Regions from separate parts of the Mus musculus genome. Here region 1 is linked to region 2. Evidence: chromatin contacts called from public Hi-C data. All regions are on one chromosome and are shown on one strand. Each heading gives the region's core, a stretch centred on a gene start, on an enhancer-like site or on the middle of the called end of the contact. The rest is flanking DNA. Distances are from core to core; before and after follow the strand shown. Region 1 overlaps Edem1 (ER degradation enhancer, mannosidase alpha-like 1). Region 2 holds the start of Crbn (cereblon).

What was found. A called contact is a pair of places that touch in the nucleus more often than the background predicts.
Region 1: a Hi-C map of muscle stem cells shows a contact between it and region 2, with 4 times the contacts expected there. The contact joins the enhancer-like site here to the promoter of Crbn in region 2. A contact is called at or near these places in 1 of 39 promoter capture datasets (liver), 5 of 484 Hi-C or Micro-C datasets (CD4 T cells, CD8 T cells, Th1 cells and 2 more) and 4 of 115 datasets of contacts at active chromatin or transcription factors (astrocytes, regulatory T cells, regulatory T cell precursor and 1 more).

The regions. Positions count from the first base shown.
Region 1 is chr6:108,841,932-108,844,658 of GRCm38.p6, forward strand. Edem1 (ER degradation enhancer, mannosidase alpha-like 1) reads left to right here. Exons shown (of 12, transcript NM_138677.2): 4 at 996-1,167. Among named protein-coding and RNA genes, the nearest start is that of Edem1, 15 kb to the left of the region's middle. Within about 2 kb of position 1,275, at least 96 of the 459 cell types and tissues checked have an H3K27ac peak or open chromatin away from gene starts, as enhancers often do. A contact at or near this core is called in CD8 T cells, Th1 cells, muscle stem cells and 3 more, where this site is marked.
Region 2 is chr6:106,798,698-106,801,397 of GRCm38.p6, forward strand. It overlaps Crbn (cereblon), which reads right to left and starts at 1,390. Exons shown (of 11, transcript NM_175357.3): 1 at 1,294-1,390. The coding sequence starts at 1,360.

The DNA.
Region 1 (2,727 bases), core at 25-2,524, 2.0 Mb after region 2:
TTTTTGGTTTTTTGAGACGGTTTCTCTGTATATCCCTGGCTGTCCTGAAACTCACTTTGTAGACCAGGCTTGACTCAAACTCAGAAATCTGCCTGCCTCTGCCTCCCAAGTGCTGGGATTAAAGGCGTGCATCACCACCGCCCGGCGAACTTGTAGTTTTGATGTGTATATGACATCACAGTTTGAACCGCACAGAAATACACTTACAGTGGGTACATAACAGAGACACCCCTCAGATGCACTTCCACCGACTCCATTCATGTCCTTTCTAGTTTGCTCATTTACTGCCTCCAGAACCTCATTCATGTTTTTCATGGAGTTTTGCATTTCTCTACTCACGAAAATCCACTGCTTGCTGTTTGGATGTCTTTTCTTCTTGTATGGTTTTCATTTATTACCCACTCGTTGCTAAATATGGTGGACTCAGCCTATACCCAATTTTGTGCCTGAATTTTTTTAGGGTGAAATGCTGACTCTTTTCTGTTTTACTAAATTATATTATACACAGCCATCCAGATCCAGATTTGAAATTGAAGTTATGAAGTTATTTATTCCAAAACAAGAAAAAGATAAATCGTTTGTTTGAAAAACGTTGCCGTCCTTTTTAGACAATTGCGATGGGACATTTATATCTATACAAGGCCACAAATCTAAAAGGGTTCATCAGTGTCCTGGCAGTCAGTCCTGCAGAAGTTACATAGTTCCTCTTCTTAATGCCTAAGATTAAGAAGTTAAAGCTTTAGGTGGTATCCTCAGTTGTCTTGAATGACTGATTCCCCTTCTTTTTGTCAGCAGTGCAGTGAGCTGAGAATCAGTTACTTAGAGCCAGAGAGAACTGTAGCAAGATGCTGAGTCAGGTCCTTCTGCTCCAGGCAGCTTGGACCCTGAAAAGGAGAGTCAGGTTTTATCTTTGTAAACTGGATTCTGTACACTTGTAAGAACATGCTTTTGTTGTTGTTGTTGTTGTTACAATTATTATTATTTCCTGCTCTTAGGGTTCTGGGAAGCCTCCTTTCTGCTCACAGAATAATAACTGATTCCAAACAGCCCTTTGGTGACATGACAATTGAGGATTATGATAATGAATTGTTGTACATGGCCCATGACTTGGCTGTGCGGCTCCTTCCAGCCTTTGAAAACACCAAGACAGGGATCCCCTATCCTCGGGTAAGTGACAGGTTTGTTTCATTGTTTTGCTGTTTTTGAGAACTGGTCTTGTGTCATGTAGCTCAGGCTGACCTTGAACTTGTGTATTTTTTGCCTCAGACTTCCAGGTGTTGCATTGCAGGCATGAGTTACCAGATCTGGCTGCCTTGTTCCTTTGTGGTTCACAGTTCACTGTGTTCTTGAATTAAGACTTATAAAAGGGATGGGCCTGGGTTTAAGAAGGGAGCTATGTCCTTGGAGGGGATTTGGTCCTAAACATAATGTCATTTCTAAAAAATCTGCATTGGTGTTCTGCCTGCATGTCTGTGTGAGGTAATTGGAATTACAGACAGTTGTGCACTGCTTTGTGGGTAGTGGGAATTGAACCAAGGTCCTCTGAAAGAACAGCCAGTGTTCTTAACCACATCTCTTTCACCCCATAATATCAAATTTTAAAACTTCTTTCAGCATTTGCTGAGTACCTTCTGTGTGGTAGACACACACTAATAGAGCAATTAGCCTTTTGCCTTGAAGAACCATGTTCACTGTTCATGTGTGGTTTGATTTTCTCTTACTAGACAGTATAGAGAATGTTTCTTCATTTCTGACTTGGATATATTTCCCAAAGATCCTCATGTGTTGGAAGAGCTCAGTGAATGTTCATTTGAATGCTTCAAATGCCTGTAAGTGAAGCCTGTAGAAACAGCCAATTAGATGCTAAAGTGAGATTGTATATTTGTGGCATCTTATTTAGCAAGCCAAATCACTCCTCTGGGAATTGTGTGAGCCTTCGTGGTAAGCAGGGAGAAATGCCAGACCACAGGCCCTCCATGATGTAACTGGCTGTCATACTGGGCTGAGCTGCTGCCTCTGTCCCAGTCTACCAGTTGTTTGTGTTTGCTGAGGAGTTGTTAGACACTCCTTGAAGTTTAGAAGCCATTTATAGCTTGTAATTGTGTGTAGCCTCATGGTAGTGTTACTTCTGATGTTGTGATGAAACACCAGGACCCGAAGCGATGTGACAGAAGAGTGTATTGTAGCTGATGGCTCCAGAGCGAGAGTAGGAAATGTCAGTGAAGGACTGGCACAGGCAGCAGGAGCGGGGACTGACTGGTCTCATTTCACACAGGAAGCAGAAAGAGTGAACAGGAAGTAGAACGAGTGAGTGATCAGGAAGTAGGATGAGGCTATAAACTCTCAAAGCCCACTCACTCCCATTGATGCACTTCCTCCAGCAAGGTTGTATCTCTTAGAGGTTCTCTAAACCCAGGCAACAGCCCCACTGTTCAAATACATGAGCCTTTGAGGGACATTTGTATTCAGAACACCTTTGAGCTTGGTGCTTCTGTAATCTTGAAGGATACTTGGCAGAAAGAGATGGTTTATGAGTAATGTCATAATAAGATGACAGACTCTGTTCTTACTGTGTGTGTGTTGGTTGAGTGTGACATGACAAGTGGTGACTGAGTCACAGTGAGCCTGGGCCATTAGCTGAGTGTCATACTCATGGTGTAACTTCTCAGCACGGTGAATTTTTAAGTTTTCCTATAATTTTCTCTCTCTTTCTTTTTTTTTTTTTTT
Region 2 (2,700 bases), core at 140-2,639:
CACTGGCCCTGCACCCAGCATTTCTTCTTCTGTCTACACTACCACCAAGGAACACATTCACACCTGAAGCACACCTTCTGAGGCAACAAACTGAAACCTGAAATTATTTCTTCACACCCCACACAAAAAAGTTCCTAACTGAAATGACTAAGGATGCACGGTTTCAACAATGTAGGACTAACCTAGTCCACAAATGAACCCTAAGTGAATCTCCATCACAAGATTTTCAAATCCCACAATAATCCCTACCCATGAAAATCACAGCAGGAGTTGGAGACATAGCTCAGAGGATTTGGGAGTGCCTGGTATCCAATCCAGCAAAAAACACAAACCCAGTACACCCAGCAGCAGTTGCTTATATGGCTCTAAATGAACTGCACCTGTGATTGTAATTATTCTCAATAGCCTTATCCTAACTGTGACCCTCCTAAAAGTAGCCGACTGATGTTTTTCCTACAAACAAGGTTAACAGACTGCATGGCTTTTAACTACAACCAAAAGGCTCTGGCAATAGTCTGTGTTTCTACAGCATTCTAAGAACAGTCCGTACCACTAGTTCATCCACTTTCAGCATTCAATACTGCAACATAAGTTGTCATAAACCATAAAGGCATAAAGTAAGCAGGAGAAATCGGTAATACCGTTCTCCTGAGTACCCTAAAAGTAGGCATATTATTTGCAGACCTGAGAAAAACCGCTAAATAACTACCTCCACAGAGAGATAGCTAAGAGATACCAGCTGTGGTGGCAGATCAGTACACCGCGCAGCCCTATCTGCAACTGTGTGACCTTCCACGTCACTGGATGGTATACATTTAACAACCCGTCGATAAGTTTCTCCTCCATAAGCAAGGCTCTGGACAGATGACAGGTGTAATAATAAAAGCAGAAATGCACGCAAAGCATTCACTGCGGGGCCCACGACGTGCAAATGCCTACTGCATGTTAGCTGTCAGTCTTATGAGAAAGCAGATGAGCAGGAAAAGTAACGGCTGCTAATGTCACCCGGTTCTCAACTTCGCCTACTCCCACAAAATTTTCAGGGAGGCCGGCTTGGGAGAAAGATGGAAAGGAATGGGGGTCCCTGCTCTGGGAAACCAAAGTCCGTGGCCCCAACATCCCCGACAGCCCAGGAGACAGGCCGGGAGGAAAGCGCAGAGCTGCGGAGGGCGAGGCTCACACGGGAGGCTTCCCACCGGCCGCTGCGCCCGAGTAGCTGTCCCCGTCCTCCCTGCGGGATCGGCCCCGGTCCTCGGTCTCCACCCACGGCCAGGCGCCCGTCCCGGAGGTTACCAGGCAGAAGCGGCAGGTGGTTTCCCATGTTGTGCGCAGCGTCCTGCTGATCTCCCTCGCCGGCCATGTCTGTTTACCCGCAAAGGAGCCTGGGAAAGGGCGGTGCCGGCACGCAGGGGGAGGGTCTGCGATACGCCGCCGCCACGCTCCCGGGCCACAGCGCCCCCTGGCGGCTCCAACGAGGCGAGCCGAGAGCGGCACAGCGGAGCCAAATGAAGAGGACCATCTTTAAGGAGGACAAGAAACCCAAAGTTATCCATGACCCACTGACCCCACACAAGTTACACAGCTCCCTTCTCAGCCACAAAGACGTTTTGACAGGTGGGAAACCCAAGTCTGTGTTTTTAGTGTCCACTTGGAGCAAACACGTCCTTATACAGCATCCTCTTTTGTCTGGAAGTATGGACTGTTCCAGGGGCCGTTGGAATATAGCAGATTTTTAAAACGATTTCAGTAGCCCTCGGATATAGCCCCAAATTAACATGTATCAGTATGAAGCAAAGATTTGCAAGGACAAAAAAGGCTGATAATCACCTGGAAAATAAAACTGTCAGTATATAAACTAGCCTAGTCATAATGGCTTCACTAAGAGAAAAATGGATCAATGTATGGTAAAAAACAATTACAACATGCTAAAAGAAAGAGAATTGTCTAGCACTGGAGTTGTGGATGGATTTTTTTTTTCCAATTTTAAGAGTGTATACAATATATTTCTAACACGTTTTCACTGAAGAAAAGAAAATAATGGAATGACAAACGATATCTAAAGAAGGAAGTAGTGGTAGTAGGCAGAGAATAAGAGGAAGGAAAAAAAAGTAAACTAATGAATCTGAGGTTTGAAGACATTTTTACCCCAAGAAAAAAATGCTGCATTAAAAAAAAATTCACAACCCAAAAACACGTTGGAATGGTAACTGGATCCGATAGGCGTTTCCTATGGTGACCAACACATAGGCCAGATTAGACCAGATTAAAAGTAGGTAAAGGCATAGTTATCAGGAGGCAGCTCTAAGGGGAGTTCGCTGGTCTCACAGGTGGAGGTCAGTGAAGTCAAACACCCAGGTTTAAGCAACGTGACTTTATAGAGTTTTGGTGAGGAGTGATTACTTGTTGGTTAGGAGATGGGGTTGTTGCCCATACCTGGTTAAAAACTGATCCCCTGGCAGCCACTCTTGGGTGGGTTCCAGGAAATGCTGACATGTTAGCCCGGAGTTTTCTCCAAGACAGAGGTGGAGTTTTCACTCCGCGGTTGGGGATCAGGGAAGGAGAGTAGACTGGGTTTCCCAGCTTGTACAGGGGAAGAGCAGGGGTTCAGCCTAACACTATCAATTCCATATCACTCAGCCTTCTGTCCCTGAGTCACTCTGGCCTTGGCCAAGTCACTTTTATATCCCCAGGACTCAGTTT